Linked DNA regions of Mus musculus: regions 1, 2, 3 and 5 are each linked to region 4. A link is a contact called in public Hi-C, HiChIP or PLAC-seq and promoter capture Hi-C data. All regions are on one chromosome and are shown on one strand. Each heading gives the region's core, a stretch centred on a gene start, on an enhancer-like site or on the middle of the called end of the contact. The rest is flanking DNA. Distances are from core to core; before and after follow the strand shown. Region 1 has its middle 3.6 kb from the start of Gm25562. Region 2 holds the start of Slc35f2 (solute carrier family 35, member F2). Region 3 has its middle 40 kb from the start of Gm25562. Region 4 holds the start of Ddx10 (DEAD box helicase 10). Region 5 holds the start of AI593442 (expressed sequence AI593442).

Evidence for each region. Promoter capture Hi-C pulls out the DNA fragments that hold promoters and counts their contacts. A called contact is a pair of places that touch in the nucleus more often than the background predicts. HiChIP or PLAC-seq counts read pairs in DNA pulled down with a chosen protein or histone mark.
Region 1: a contact with region 4 is called in a Hi-C map of B cells, with 11 read pairs. The contact joins the enhancer-like site here to the promoter of Ddx10 in region 4. A contact is called at or near these places in 8 of 39 promoter capture datasets (3T3-L1-derived adipocytes, cranial neural crest, embryonic stem cells and 5 more), 4 of 484 Hi-C or Micro-C datasets (B cells, the HL-1 cell line, cortical neurons and 1 more) and 11 of 115 datasets of contacts at active chromatin or transcription factors (acute myeloid leukemia, astrocytes, bone marrow-derived macrophages and 8 more).
Region 2: a contact with region 4 is called in an H3K4me3 HiChIP or PLAC-seq map of pro-B cells, with 2.9 times the contacts expected there. The contact joins the promoter of Slc35f2 here to the promoter of Ddx10 in region 4. A contact is called at or near these places in 1 of 39 promoter capture datasets (erythroid cells) and 2 of 115 datasets of contacts at active chromatin or transcription factors (memory CD8 T cells and pro-B cells).
Region 3: a contact with region 4 is called in a promoter capture Hi-C map of the HPC-7 cell line, with 6 times the contacts expected there. The contact joins the enhancer-like site here to the promoter of Ddx10 in region 4. A contact is called at or near these places in 6 of 39 promoter capture datasets (the 3T3-L1 cell line, the HPC-7 cell line, cranial neural crest and 2 more), 1 of 484 Hi-C or Micro-C datasets (the Ba/F3 cell line) and 6 of 115 datasets of contacts at active chromatin or transcription factors (embryonic basal ganglia, embryonic limb bud, embryonic midbrain and 3 more).
Region 5: a contact with region 4 is called in an H3K4me3 HiChIP or PLAC-seq map of forebrain, with 5 times the contacts expected there. The contact joins the promoter of AI593442 here to the promoter of Ddx10 in region 4. A contact is called at or near these places in 3 of 115 datasets of contacts at active chromatin or transcription factors (SST interneurons, astrocytes and forebrain).

The regions. Positions count from the first base shown.
Region 1 is chr9:52,286,225-52,288,924 of GRCm38.p6, forward strand. No RefSeq gene overlaps it. Among named protein-coding and RNA genes, the nearest start is that of Gm25562, 3.6 kb to the right of the region's middle. Within about 2 kb of position 1,332, at least 26 of the 459 cell types and tissues checked have an H3K27ac peak or open chromatin away from gene starts, as enhancers often do. A contact at or near this core is called in B cells, bone marrow-derived macrophages and forebrain, where this site is marked.
Region 2 is chr9:53,770,146-53,772,845 of GRCm38.p6, forward strand. Slc35f2 (solute carrier family 35, member F2) reads left to right here and starts at 1,390. Exons shown (of 8, transcript NM_028060.3): 1 at 1,390-1,749. The coding sequence starts at 1,640.
Region 3 is chr9:52,329,422-52,332,121 of GRCm38.p6, forward strand. No RefSeq gene overlaps it. Among named protein-coding and RNA genes, the nearest start is that of Gm25562, 40 kb to the left of the region's middle. Within about 2 kb of position 1,395, at least 8 of the 459 cell types and tissues checked have an H3K27ac peak or open chromatin away from gene starts, as enhancers often do. A contact at or near this core is called in the HPC-7 cell line, where this site is marked.
Region 4 is chr9:53,246,750-53,249,449 of GRCm38.p6, forward strand. It overlaps Ddx10 (DEAD box helicase 10), which reads right to left and starts at 1,363. Exons shown (of 18, transcript NM_029936.2): 1 at 1,069-1,363. The coding sequence starts at 1,254.
Region 5 is chr9:52,678,458-52,681,157 of GRCm38.p6, forward strand. It overlaps AI593442 (expressed sequence AI593442), which reads right to left and starts at 1,323. Exons shown (of 2, transcript NM_001286641.1): 1 at 1,126-1,323; 2 at 1-60. Gm1715 (predicted gene 1715) reads left to right here and starts at 1,406. Exons shown (of 5, transcript NR_045333.1): 1 at 1,406-1,614.

The DNA of each region.
Region 1 (2,700 bases), core at 82-2,581, 960 kb before region 4:
TTGGAGAGTTCAGGGAGAGGAGGGACAAATCCAGGAGTGGCTGGTTATGCTCCTGGGAGGGAACAGATAGCGCAGGGAATTAGACAAAGCACAGCCCTTATTTAGGGGTTCTGGTGGGGGTGGGATCTTTGTGACAGTTATTGACAGGGAGGTCTGGGGGAGGGGCTTGGCTGCTGGATTTCCTCAGCCTTCTCCCCCATTTCCTGCCTTGAAGCTTTACAAAGTTTGCAAAGTTTATAAAGTTTACAAAGGGAGTTCACAGCAGGGAAAGCCTTCCTTGCCTCTTAAGTGACCCGAATAACCAACACTGAACATGGAAATATTTATTTGATATTTATTAAGGATTTTTTTTTGCCGGGTACGAGTATTAGAGAATCCGGTAGGCAGAATACAAGGGACCTCAGCATCATTTCTTACAGCTGGATTTGAATCTACAATACACACAAATATATATATATATATTTTAAATAAATATATCTCTGTATATCCCTGGCTGTCCTGGAACTCACTTTGTAGACCAGGCTGACCTCGAACTCAGAAATCCACCTGCCTCTGCCTCCCAAGTGCTGGGCTTAAAGGCGTGCACCACCACTGCCCCGCAAGGATTTGTTACCTTAAAACTTGCAGCGGAGTGTAGTACTCCTCCTGTCCCTCCTGTCTCATGACCTGTAGATAGCTCGCTTTCTCCCCTTTCCTCTGATTTGGTTTTGTACTTTTATTTGTTCAGGGAGCTTTAGATAACTAAAGAAATCACGTTTTCTTGAAATACCTAAGTGCTCACAGAAACAGAAATTTTTCATTTTATTTTCCAAAAATTTTTCTTATTTTTTTCTTTTCTTTATTTATTGTGGGTGCCAATATGACACGTTTTGTCCAGCTTGACACATTATTGAGATACAAATCTTAGCCAGTACAAAATTTAAGGTACTGGGCTTCCGTGTTTCTGTAAACTAACATCCAATGAATATTTTGGAAATGCATCCCCTCACCCCTTCCCCTTGGAGGAAAGAAGAGGGCCGTACTTCTGACCTGTTTGCAGGAACTACGAGGGAGGATTCAGGTCCCCACTGCTAGAGGTAATCTCTGCAGCCTGGTAGGCGCGACTGTTGTAAATGTATCTCGGAGAGACACATTTCCGCGCACAGAACTCTTTCCAACTTCACAGCTTCAAAGCCAGTAGAGTACACAAAGCAGGCTACGAAGGCAAGATTATTGGGCTGACGATCGATCAATGCTTCTAAGAGAAAAGGTGCAAAACCACACTTTTGTAGTCATAAATACAAGTGTGGGAGCCTGAAGCCATTTCATTACAAATCTGTGGAGCAGTGCCATCTAGTGGTCAGAGTTTGCCTTGCCGAATGAAGAAAAGTTAGAATGAAGAAAGTTAGAAAGAAACAGGGTTTCAGTAAAGTTTTCAGGTAAACTTGGTAACAACATTCATAAGTGTTCATAAGGTGTCTTCAGAACCGAAGGAACAGGTCCACTTCCACGGCTCTTCGAAGGGACCTGGGTAAAGAGCCATTCAGATACCTTGTGGTGGAACGTCTGTTTCTTTACTTTGGCTGTCCCCATCTCCTTTTCCATTCTCTTGATCTTCTGTACTGTAAAGCTCCCTGGTTCTTCTGAGCTCAATGCATCATAGACTCATTAAGAACAGTCTCGAGCTGAGCTTCCATCAAGATGTGCCATCTCCTAGCAACCTGCGTCTTTTCTGCGGGATGAGATATTTCCCACTAGAACTGCATCAGACTCTCTGGATCTCCTAATGTGGAGTTGAAGCCGTTACATTTCCAGCTCTGAGGAGAAGTGAAAGTTGTTTAGGGAAGTTTGCTCAACAGAGTCAGGCTACTCATTTCTGGATTGTTCTGGGTCAGGAAGAGCCAGTAACATTCTGTCCACCAGCCCTCAGCGTCCCATTTCACAACGGCTCCCTCACACCAAACATTTGTCCTTATCTTTAGGTTGTTCTTTTGCTATTTCTCCTTTGCTGGAAAAGTTATGCAGATTACCATCTCTTCAGGGAACTACAGCTCTGACTTTCTGCAATTCTCTCTGTCAGGTAAAGATGTTCCTTAGAGACTGTGGAGCAGTGTGTGGAGAAGGTGAGATAAAAAGGAGTTTCCCTAGCCTGTAGGTAGGGGCGGAGGTAAACCGCAGTTTACAATTCAAATTGCTTTAAGGTGACTTAAAAACAGTCTTTTCCAAAAATATTTTTAGAATTCTATACTATAAAGAATGCATGAAACACCTATGGTTTTGAAAAGAAACGGTATGAAAAGAAAAGAGAAGGAACCACTGTAACAAACCAAGTCTAACCAAAACAACAACAACAACAACAACAACAACAACAACAAAACAAAAACCAAAAAACAAACAAGCCCAGATTGTGGGATGACCTTAGCTGATGTGCTGAGTTCAGTAGAGTTGCCCAGGGGTTACCTGCACAGTGAAGCTTGATTTGAGACACTAAACTTAGAGAAGCTGATTTGGGCCCCTAGTCTTGGAGTTAGTCTCTGAAGAGATGAACCTCAGCTGTGCTGTGTGGATGAGGCGCTGCACATGGTAGCAGCTCTGTGGTGATCTCTAACTACATTACAACTGAGCGACAGAGAGACAAGCATGCCGTAGTCCCCTTGAGAACACACCCTCAATTACCTAAAGCCTCCAGCCAGACCTCTCTTAAAACGTCTACTATTTCCC
Region 2 (2,700 bases), core at 140-2,639, 520 kb after region 4:
ACTGCCCTAAATTGGAGGCCAGACTGGGTTACACATAGTTGAGTTTCAGTCAGCTTTGTCTATGGAGTGAGGTTTTGTCTAAAAAAGACAAAAATAAACAGAAAATAATTATACTTAAACTTTACAGCGCTTGTAGTTGGCAAACTTAAGGCTTACTTAGCTACATTTTCCAAAACCTATTCCCCCTTTTATAAACGCTTTTTAAATAGCGATTTGATTGATTGTGTGTTTGTGTGTGCCATTGCCTAAATGTAGAGTTTAGCTTGGTAGAGATCTGTTTCTTGGCCTACACCATGTGGGTTCCAGGAACCGAACCCTGGCATCGGGTACCTTTACGGGCTGAGCCACACACTCCTACCCCTACCTCGTGTGTTTTTTGAAGCAGGATCTCATTTTAGCTCAGGCTAACCGAGAACTCAGACTACTCTAGGCTAGCCTCGAGCTTAAGGCAATGGTGCTTCAGCCTCCTAGGAGCTGTGAGGAAAGGCGTGAGCTACCAGCTAGTTAAAAACCTGGTTTTTCTTAGTGTCTTCTACAAAACCACCTGCTCTTCTGCATCCACACACAGTCTTCTAGAATTTACCGTTTACAGTGTCCCTTTATCCACTAAAGGAGGAGATTGGGGGGTCGGGGTGAGGAGGTGGGGAGCAGTTCTTTTGTCTGCTTGGTCTCCTTCAGGAAAAAAAAATGCTTAATTGGCACTACAGACTTGCTTCTGTCAGCAAGAACCAGGGACTTCCCCATCCCACTTTTTATTCCCTCTTGTTCCTTGTAGGTCCATCCAAGCATCAGAAGGCGTGGCCCGGGTCAAGGCCAGGATAGGTGACAAGGCAACCCAACAGGTCTGCGAGGGATGATTTGCCTAGTTCGCGCCACAAAGACACACCACTCTGATCGTTCTTTTGAAAGGAAAAGAAACCACAGCTTGTCTTCAGTTCTTTTAGGGGAAAAGGAGGGAGACCTGGACACAGAGGCGGGGTCAGTGGGTTCTTCCAGTTAGCAAAGTTCAGGAGGGCACCAGCTCGCTGCCTGTACAGGCATCCTGGGAACCAGCCAAGATCACCTCTTATCAGATTACCTATAGTTTGCTGATTTCAAACAAGGAACCTTGAAATCCTGAAATGCATCGGGCGTGGTAGCGTAGACCTGTAAATCCCAGGTCTCTTGAAGCTGAGGCAGGAGTTCTGCTGAGAATTTGCAGTATGCCTAGGCAATATCCTGAGTTCCAGGATAGACCCGGCTACTGAGTGAGACCTTAGGTCAAAGAAACTAACCAAATCAACTCCACCCACATGGAGGTGGGGGAGGAAGAAGCCCAACCCTCTCATCTTAAATTTACATTATGTCCTACTCAGCTCTGACACTAGAAAACAAACCGCCCTTTCTCCTCCAGCTTCCCAAAGGTGCCAGGTGGCGATCTGCAAAAGCATTGTCTGGCCCTTAGGGCCTGACAGTTAATGATTTGTCGCACGAGCAGGGCGGAGGAGTATCGGGACGCGGGCGAGCGTACTAGAGAGCGCAGCAGGAGAGCAAGGCAGGGCGCGAGCCGAGTCCGCGCCGTACTCACAGGCACCGCCTCCTGTCTTCCGGGCCCGAGCACTTCTCGGGGTTCCGGGCACGCGAGGCTCGAAGAGACCCCATGGAGGCTGAGTCGCCGGCGAGTGCGGGGGCCAGCGAGCCCCGGGCGCTGGGTACGGTGGACAGTATCGGCAGCCAGCTGAGCAGGATCCGACGCAAACTCTTCACCTGGTGAGTGCAGCGCGCTGGGCGGGCCTGGGTGGCGGGGACACAGGCAGAACCGGCTGGCGACCCGCGCGCACGTGTCTGGAGCTGGGAATGGAGGTGGCGGTGCCTCGACTTCGGCTCCTTGAGCTCCCAAACCACCCAGGAGGTCGCGTTTCATCTGGGTGCTCCCCCCACGCTCCTTCGAAACGGTGGCGACGCTGGCTTTTCGGAGGATACGCGGGGAATTCATCCGATTGGCATTTTGAGATAGGTTCCCCTATTTCCCTGTGACAGGGTGGGAGCCACCGTAGATGCTGTGGAGGAGCGCTGCCCAACCTGGCGCTTGGCAGGTGGAAGTGTTGCCCTTCCTGGCTCGGTGCCCGCATTCCTTCAGATCGGGATCCGTGCCCACCTAGCCTGGTGATCACCTCCAACTGGAGTTCACTCAAGTGAGAAAGCTGGGTTAAGTTTTGTGCTGTTGCAAACCGGAGACAACGTCTGCCCTGTTTTGGGGCCTGAGCGAGGCGACATGGCCACCTCCGGAGCTGCGGTCCAGGGAAGCAGGTGGCTGATGTCACTGTGCTCTGGTGAGCCTTTAGGTAGAGATGTTCTCAAAGAGTTGGCAGCGACTCTGGGGAAAGCTTTCTGTGGTCACTGGACGACTTGCGTTCTGAAGACACTAGAGGCTAACATCCAAATAATGAAATCCATTTACTGAACATTTACTCCGTGCCAGGCACTGCGCTTAGCCATTTATGTAGACAATAGCACCGCATCTCCTTTGCTTTAGGATATGGCGCTATTGTTAGACCCACTTTCCAGGTGAGGAAACACAAGGCTAAGCAGTTTACTTGGGGATAATGAGAATGGCAGGATTACAGGCATGTGCCACTACCCACCTGGGCAACGAATTTCAATTGAAAGATTTTGAAAGCTATGTCCTTGAAAAGGCATCTCACCTTCAGAGCTGATCAA
Region 3 (2,700 bases), core at 145-2,644, 920 kb before region 4:
CTCATAGAGAATATCAAAACACCATGTAAAAGACTAGAAAATCCAGCAAAAGATCCTTAACCATGGCCCTGGTCAGAGAAGAATAGAATCTAAAGTAGATATCATTTCCTTGGTAAAGGAAACCAGGGAAGATGCTTGCTGTGGCAGGTATTAGAGTTAGACTGTCAGGAAAGTGCAAGGCAGGCGTGGAGAAGCTATGACAAGTACCGCCTTCTGTGTCCTTAGAATGACATTCATAGAGAGCTCTGTACTTGCTTTCTTCAGTTTAAACGGATGAGCTGTATCTAACATCTACCCATATGATCCATCCTGTCACTATGGTTAAGACGGAGAATCTCTTAATGCTTGGAATGCAAAGGGTTTTGTTTTCTGTTAAAGGGGTAAAAAGGATAAACACACAAGAGGACACTATAATAGAGGGGTCAAGGAGATAAGAAGGAAGAATAATTTACTAAAATACTTTTTGCAACCCCCCCATGATATATAGTACTGTGTACTATTTAAAAAAATAAAGTATAATTAAAAATAAATAATTTGGATGCAAAAATAAAAGTAGAAAAGAAGAAGCAAGCACAAATGGCAGCTCAGTGTGGATCATCTCTATCCAGTGTTCTCAGACATGGCCATCACTTGTTATTCATCTCAAGATGGGGAGAGTCAATAGATGTAGCTTATGGGCAAATATGTTAGAAAAGGAATAGAAGGAAGAATTGTAGGTTGGGTATATATTATAGAAGAGGAGGAGGCAGAAGAGAAGGAAGGGGGAGGAGTAGCAATAATGGAGAGAAGGAGGGATTAGATGGAATAACAGGATAGAGAAGGGACAATGTTGGTTCCAGCTAATTAAGGTTGAACTCTATTATTGAAAATGGAGTGCTCCCTTTACCAGCAGAGCTTCTTTTCTGTCTGACCTTGTCTGGAGAGCTCAAAACCCCCACAGCCTCTACCTTTGGAATGTTATATAGCCTGAGTTTAGAATACAGATTCAGCTCCCCTCTGTACCCACCCCCCAAAAAAAACAATGAACCTGTCTAGCAAACACCTGGAATTCCTGGAATACCCCTCCATGCACAGGAGGCATTATCTGGTACCCTAAGCTGTAGCCCATGATAGGTAGCTACCCTAGAAATCTCAAATACTATATAGCCCTTTGTCAGCTCTTTGCCAGCAGGTTCAGGCAAGAGGAGAGAACCCAGTCCAGCCGGGTCTGTCGGGGCTGAGCAGGATGGTGAATGTCCACAGCCCAAAAGAATAACACCAGGTTGGGAGTCTTGTCTAAGCAGGAACTTGCTTTAATGTGGCAGCAATTTGCTTATATAGACAGGGCAAGGAGGTGGGGATAGAAGTATGGGGTGAGATGACGTATGGGTGTGGGATGATCTCATGGGGCCTATAAGAAATTGATACATCAGTGGTAGCTAGGCAGAGGCAGTCTTATTCAGGATGTGCTGAGTCATTCTCAAGTGAATGACAGGTCTCGAAAATTGTTAGGCCCAAACCAAGGCCAAATAGGGCCCAACAAACAGCTCTTGATTCACCCTGATTAAAGTTGAGCTGCCTCTCTGGAGGTGATCCTAAAAACAGTCATTTCCATTGTACTTACCAGCTAGCTGAAGGCCACGGGAAACCCTGTTTGTTGACTCTGCTCCCTTCATCCTTATGGACTGGTGCTCAGTGACCTCAAGGAGAAGGGGGAACCACAGGATAAAGATAAGGGTCATGAAAGCAAATGTAAGAAAGAAGTGTTTACCAACAGTGCACAGTGTTGAAGGAGATCAATGCCCATGTGAATCCAGCACAAGCCATGGGACCTGAGAATTATACTTCACTCAGCATCTCTGGGAAAGCAATATTTACAGAAATTGAGATGGAAGCCACACTTAAAGGAACCAAGGAAGAGACTCAGACTGAGGGATCACTATCCTTACTCAAGATCTAGTGGTGAAATAAAGGCAATTGCTCTCTTAGGAGGGAGGAAGCGTGAATCCAGAAGAGAACAGGTGACAGGTGGCTGGTTTTAAACAAGGAGTTAAGAGCACACATTGCAAAAGTCTTTTCCAATAAACTGTGCTGGGAAGACTGGAAATCTGCATGGAGGATGAAACCAGACTGAAGTCAACTCCAAGATGACTGAACGCACACATCAGACGTTCGACTGTGAGATGATCAGATGAAGGTTCCTGGGAGCATTGGAATGCTCTTAGAGCAGAACTCACAGGGAAAGGGACAAGTGTAAACAGGAACACACAGGATTTCATGGGACTACAAGTACTGAAAGAGAATCAAGAAGCAGTAATCACAATGGGAGAAAATACTTGTAAATATTATACAGCTGATAAGGAGTTAATACCCAAAAGATAGAGGGAACTCTAAATGAACCCCAATAGCAAAGAAAGAAGGGGAGGGTGAGAAGGAGTAGGAGGAAGAGGATGTTTGCATACGGTTGGTGGAAATATGGATCAATGAAACCATTATGGAAACAGTAAGGGGTTTCCCTCCCCCTCTCCCTGCAAAGAAAAAAAGCTACCATGTGACTCATCAGCCCCACTACTGCCTCATGTGACCTGGTGTCTTCAGCATGGCTGTTTGGAATCTGCAGATGGGCAACACAGAGATCCACATGTGTACACTTTGATGTCAGCACACAGCAGGCTGAGAACTGCTCTTCTGGGAGAGACTCATAAACTAGACCTTTAAAAT
Region 4 (2,700 bases), core at 113-2,612:
AATCCCAAACTAGAAAGGTGGCATTCACTGGAAAGGTGAGAAAGGTAGATGAATGCTGGAAAATATGGGTTTTAAGAGGATGGATAGAAGTAACATTCCTAAGGGGCAGACACCTAGGGCAGGAAAACACGCCAGCTTGTCTAAGTGTTAACTATGAGACTACTCATCTAGGAACACTGGCTACAAGATGCTGATGTCAGGAAGAGGCAAACACATTCCATTGTCTTTCCACTGATTCTTGGTGAAAACCATGAAGACAATGAGACAAAGAACAAAAGATGATGCTAAGGGACAGAGCCAATTCCCAACTTAAAGATCGAGAGCTGTGGAAACAGACACAGGTCTAGGTTCCAATTCCACACTACTAGATGTGGGAAATTAGGGCCAGTTTCTTATCCTCTCCAAACTCTACAGTTCTTATCCGTTAAATGGACTACTAGGATCCATCCACACCTCAAGATAGGGGCAAAGAATATAAAACATGGAGAGTACTTAAAGATATTTCTATTATTTTAAACATTTCCCACGAACAACAGCGTTTTCTTACATCACTCCAGATTTTAGCTTATTTATTTCATTTTTGAGACCAAGTTTCACGTATCACTGACTGACCTCGAACTTGCTATAAAGCCTTGGATGACTTTGCACCTCTGATCCCCCTGCCTCCACCTCCTTAGTGCTCAATATGTGCCCGGTTTATGTGGAGCTGGGGATTGAACCCAGGACTTCCTGCGTGTTGGGCTAGCACTCTACTGAAGGCTCTCACTCCATCCGCTAGGTTCTTTCCACAGCGGTCACTATTGCCTCTCTGTTCTGTCACCACTGCTGCACCACATGTCCCTACCCGGAGTGTCACCGCATTTCTATCACTTTTCCCAGCACTGCGGAAAGTAGAAGAGTCAGACCTGGGTAGCGACACCCAACAGACCACTAGTGAGGCCCCGTTGGCCGGGTCCGCCCCTTTCCCACACCACCCTGACCCTAAGTCCACCACAGCGGCAACACCTCCGGGCTGCACCCACCCTCGCTCCCCAGAGCCCCGCCGAACGTGCCCCGAGCCCACCTCACCTTCTCGTAGTTTTGCATGAGGCGGCTGATCCCCTCGCGCTCGACCTGCCATTCCGGCTTCTTTAGCTGCTTCCTCCGCTCCTTCTTTTGGTGCTGCCTGTGGCTGTGTTTTTTCTTCCAGCGATTAAAGCTCCGCACCGGGTCGGGTCGGGTTCCCTGACCCAGAGAAGCAACCGTTTTGCCCATGGCGGGGGCTGCCAGGACCCACGACGCCGCTACACGGGAGCCTCCTCGCTCCTCAAGGCACAGCACGGAAGACGCGAAACCAGCGTGTGGAGAAGGCGCAGGGGCGCACGCGCAAGTCCGGGAACCCGCCCCCAAGCTGGGGAGAGTGGGCACACATTAATGACGACAGGCAATGCGCGGACGATGATTGGTGATTTGGCTTCCGCTGGGCGGGGCGATCTTAAGACGCCAGGGGAAAGCGTGCACGGAGGAACTGGGCGTGCTCCACTGCTTCCGAGAGTGCTTGGGGCTTCCGGAAACAGCGCAAGTACACTGCTTATTGCTAGTATGGTGAAGTCATACTCAGCGTAAAGTACTGCTTTTCATTTACTCTGGATTCAAGTGTGCCCAACATTCGCGAGTACACTGCTATACGTTATAGAGTATGTAGGTCGTAGTTACTTTGTAGATCAGACTGGCCTCAAATTTATAAGAATTCACCTGCCTCCTGAATACTCTAATTTCAGTTAAATGCCACCGTGTTGACTCAAAATGCTTTAAAGCAAACTTTTCAATTAACAAAAAGTTACATAATACAGAAAAATACACTTACACATAGACATCGTAAAGATGCCTCTGGAGAGCATCCTAAACATCAATCACCATTTATCTTACAAAGTGTCAAAAACAAACAAAACAAAACAAAACAAAAACCAAACCCTGAGATGATTACTGTGTTAGTCACTGAACTATTACTGTGAAGAGACACCATGACCAAGGCAACTTTTATAGAAAGAAGCATCATTTAACTGGGCTGGCTTACAGTTTCACAGGTTTAGTCCATTATCATCATGACAGGGAAGGCATGCCAGCATCCAGGTGGGCACTGGAGCAGTACCTAAGAGCTGCATCCTGATCCATAGGCAGGACACAGACACACAGACACACACACACACACCTGCGTGCGCACGCACACGCACGTACGCACGCATGAACAGCGACACTGTGCCTGGCATGGACTTTTGAAACTCCAAAGTTTTGAAACTGTGACTCCAAATATATGAGCCTATGGAAATCATTCTTATTCAAACCATCACATTTACTCTCAGTTTTAACAACTGGGTGGCCTTAACTGAATATTCACATTGTATATTTTATAGTGATTTTTTTTTTCAAGACAGGGTTTCTCTGTGTAGCACTGGCTGTTCTGGAACTCACTCTGTAGACCAGGCTGGCCTCGAACTCAGAAATCCACCTACCTCTGCCTCCCAAGTGCTGGGATTAAAGGCGTGTGCCACCACTGCCCAGCTATAATGATTTTTAAGTTAAGTAAATGTTTATTTCCACGACTATGACTATAGCTATAAGTTAAACCAAGATTTTTTTTCATATTTTCCATCACTACACTTTTTTTGTTTTGTTTTGTTTTGTTTTTCGAGACAGGGTTTCTCTGTATAGCTGTCCTGG
Region 5 (2,700 bases), core at 73-2,572, 570 kb before region 4:
GGCCCCAGGGAGAGTGTCTCTGGTCTTCTTTGATCCTGTTTCCTTTCCCCAGGCACAGTGCTGCAAAGAAAACAGGATTAGTTAGGGTCCCGGCCACAGCCAAGGCGAGTGCAGAGAAAGAGAGGGATCTGACACCACTGTCAAGCGGCCCTCAAATGGACTCTGTCATCTCCACAACCCACCAACCCAACCCTACCGCTCCTGGCAGCCCAGGAGAGCCGCGCTAGATGCTCCGCTGGCTCAGATGGGGTCTGGCGTCCGTACCGCACCGCGGAGACACTGGTTACTCAGCAGAGAAGGCAGCTGCCCTGCCCCCTGCACAACTTTCTAATTGCCACCAACAGCGGCCGCCACAGCGGCTTTCTCTACTTCCCAGAAAGCCAACTGCCCTCTTCTCTGTGTCCTGTGGACCTCCTCTCAGGATCCAATCTCGCCAGCACGCACTCCAAGCAGGCTCCCTGTACGCAGTCCTCCTTCCCCATCCCTCCCTCTCCAAACACTTCCAGCCTGGACGTTCAGACCCCCAAGGTCCCCGTCCCAAGGGGATACACCCCACTGCCTCTGTCCCTAGCCGCAGCTGACCCGCTGGATCTGGCACACAGGATCATACTCGACCTTTCTCCAGCCTTCTTCCTTGCTACCTTCCTCCCCCTTTCTCCCTATCAAAAGCAGCTGAAACACCCTTCTCAGCGGAGGCACATCCTCCCAAGCGCCCCCCACCCCTCATCTCCCTGAGCCTCCCACTTGACAGTATCCAAAATCCTTTTTCTTTCTTCCAGAGCAGGAACTGAAAGGGGAAGGGTTCCCGCTTGCAAAGTTTGGGGAACCGACCTTGTCTCCAGCCTTCCCCGGGCCCTGGCCCCAGGGCCCAGAGGCTGTGGCAGAGGACCAAGCCGGAGGACCCGCGGCAGGCAGCACAGCTCCCTTGCCTCTCCCAAAAGGCAGGTGCAAACTGTTGCACTGCGGAGCAGCAAGGCAAAGCGCTAGCCTCCACCAGGGAAGGGGCGGGGGCTGAAGCTCTGTCCAGAGGTGCCTGCGCAGGCCGCGGGAGTGGTCTTACCCGCCCTCATCCTGCCACTGGGGCCCCTGGCCATGGAAGCCTTCATCCTGACCACTGTCTCTTACCTGGAAGGACCAGCCAGTTGCAGAGAAGGAGCCCTTGGCTGCAGTGGCGGCTGCAGAAGGCACGGAGCGCTGGGACCAGAGACAGAGCCGCGCTGCTGCTGCCACCCTCGCCGCCGCCACCGCCGCCGCCGCCGCCGCCGCCGCTGCCTTTGCTGCTGCTGCTGCTGCTGCTATGGGGAGCTCAGCTCTTAGCCTATTGCCAGAGAGGCCGGTGACGTCAGGCAGCCACCGCCAGGGCTCCAAGCCACCCCTCAGGCCCCCACCCACCCTCATACCCAACACCTTGTCCTGGCATAACAGCCTCTCCAACACCATTCCCAGTTTCCTGCTGTTCCCCAGCTTTGGGGCTGGGAGGAGCAAACCCACCCCCATCCCCACCTCCACCCTGCCAGCAACCCACCTTCATTCAGCACAAGCACTCCTTTGCCTAGGAAGAAGCAGGCTTCAGTTCTTCCATTGCTCTATGCTTCAACCTCAACCGGTCTCCAGGTACAGTTTTGCTCCAGGAGAATCTTCTCCCCTGGGGGTACACTTTTTTTTCCTGTTGACTGATCAGAGTCCCTGCTACTCCCCAATCCTATTTTTCTGCCTCTGGTTCTAAGCATAAACTGCTTATACTAGGGAGATGGCAAGGACATTTGTCAACACAACTGTGACAGAATCAGAATCAGGAACCTAAATATGCATCAAAGACTGCATCTCTCCACCAGTCTCCAAAGTATGTCATCCCATCTGCTTTTTGATTTCTTCCCCCGCACGCTCATCTTCAGGCCCAGGATCCATTCGGTGTATTGAACACCCCTTTTTTTTTCGAGGATCCCACATTCTGAAGACACAAAGCATACATGGGCTTGAAGGGTGGGAAGGGGAAATTACAAAGAGAAGTGCAGGAACCAATGACCCGTAAAAATTCTCAACATTGTGTGTACTGCTAAAAAAATGTCCCTTCGTTGATTCTAATTTTTTGTCAACGTGCTTGATTCTTGATACATTTGCTTTTTCAGTTAAATGTTTACATCTCCTAAAAAGGCTCTTAGCAGCCTGCAAAAAAATCTTATAGAGACCAGTGAACGACTAGTTTGGGATCCTTTCAGAAACAGAAATAGTGTATTCTATTATAGTAACCATCTTCAAAATAGAGTATGCTTTGCTTTATGTGAGTGATTGGGAACGCTTGCTTGGAACACTAACTAAACAGAGTATGGTCTTTAGGGCACTGAGATAACTTATTAAAACCGTGTTTTGTTTTGCTTTTTTCTTTCTTCTCTCCTGTCTTGTTTACCTCCTGTCTTTGAGTCTAGAAAGTGTGCAACATTTTCTCACCGAGTTGGTCAGTCGTGGAGTGTGTGTTCCTGCCTCCTCTTCATGCTATACATCATGAAGGAAAGCTAAGGGGAATACTAGCTGCCACTTACTCACTCCTATCAGCTACAGTCAGGAAGTGAGGTCAGATATGAAGAAAAAAAGATTTCTCCTTCTGACCCTATGTACCCATCTACCCCTACTCCAAATTCTCATTTTCCTCCTGCTCACGCCATAAATGCATGGCACTCCATATTCTTCCCCCACCCCATC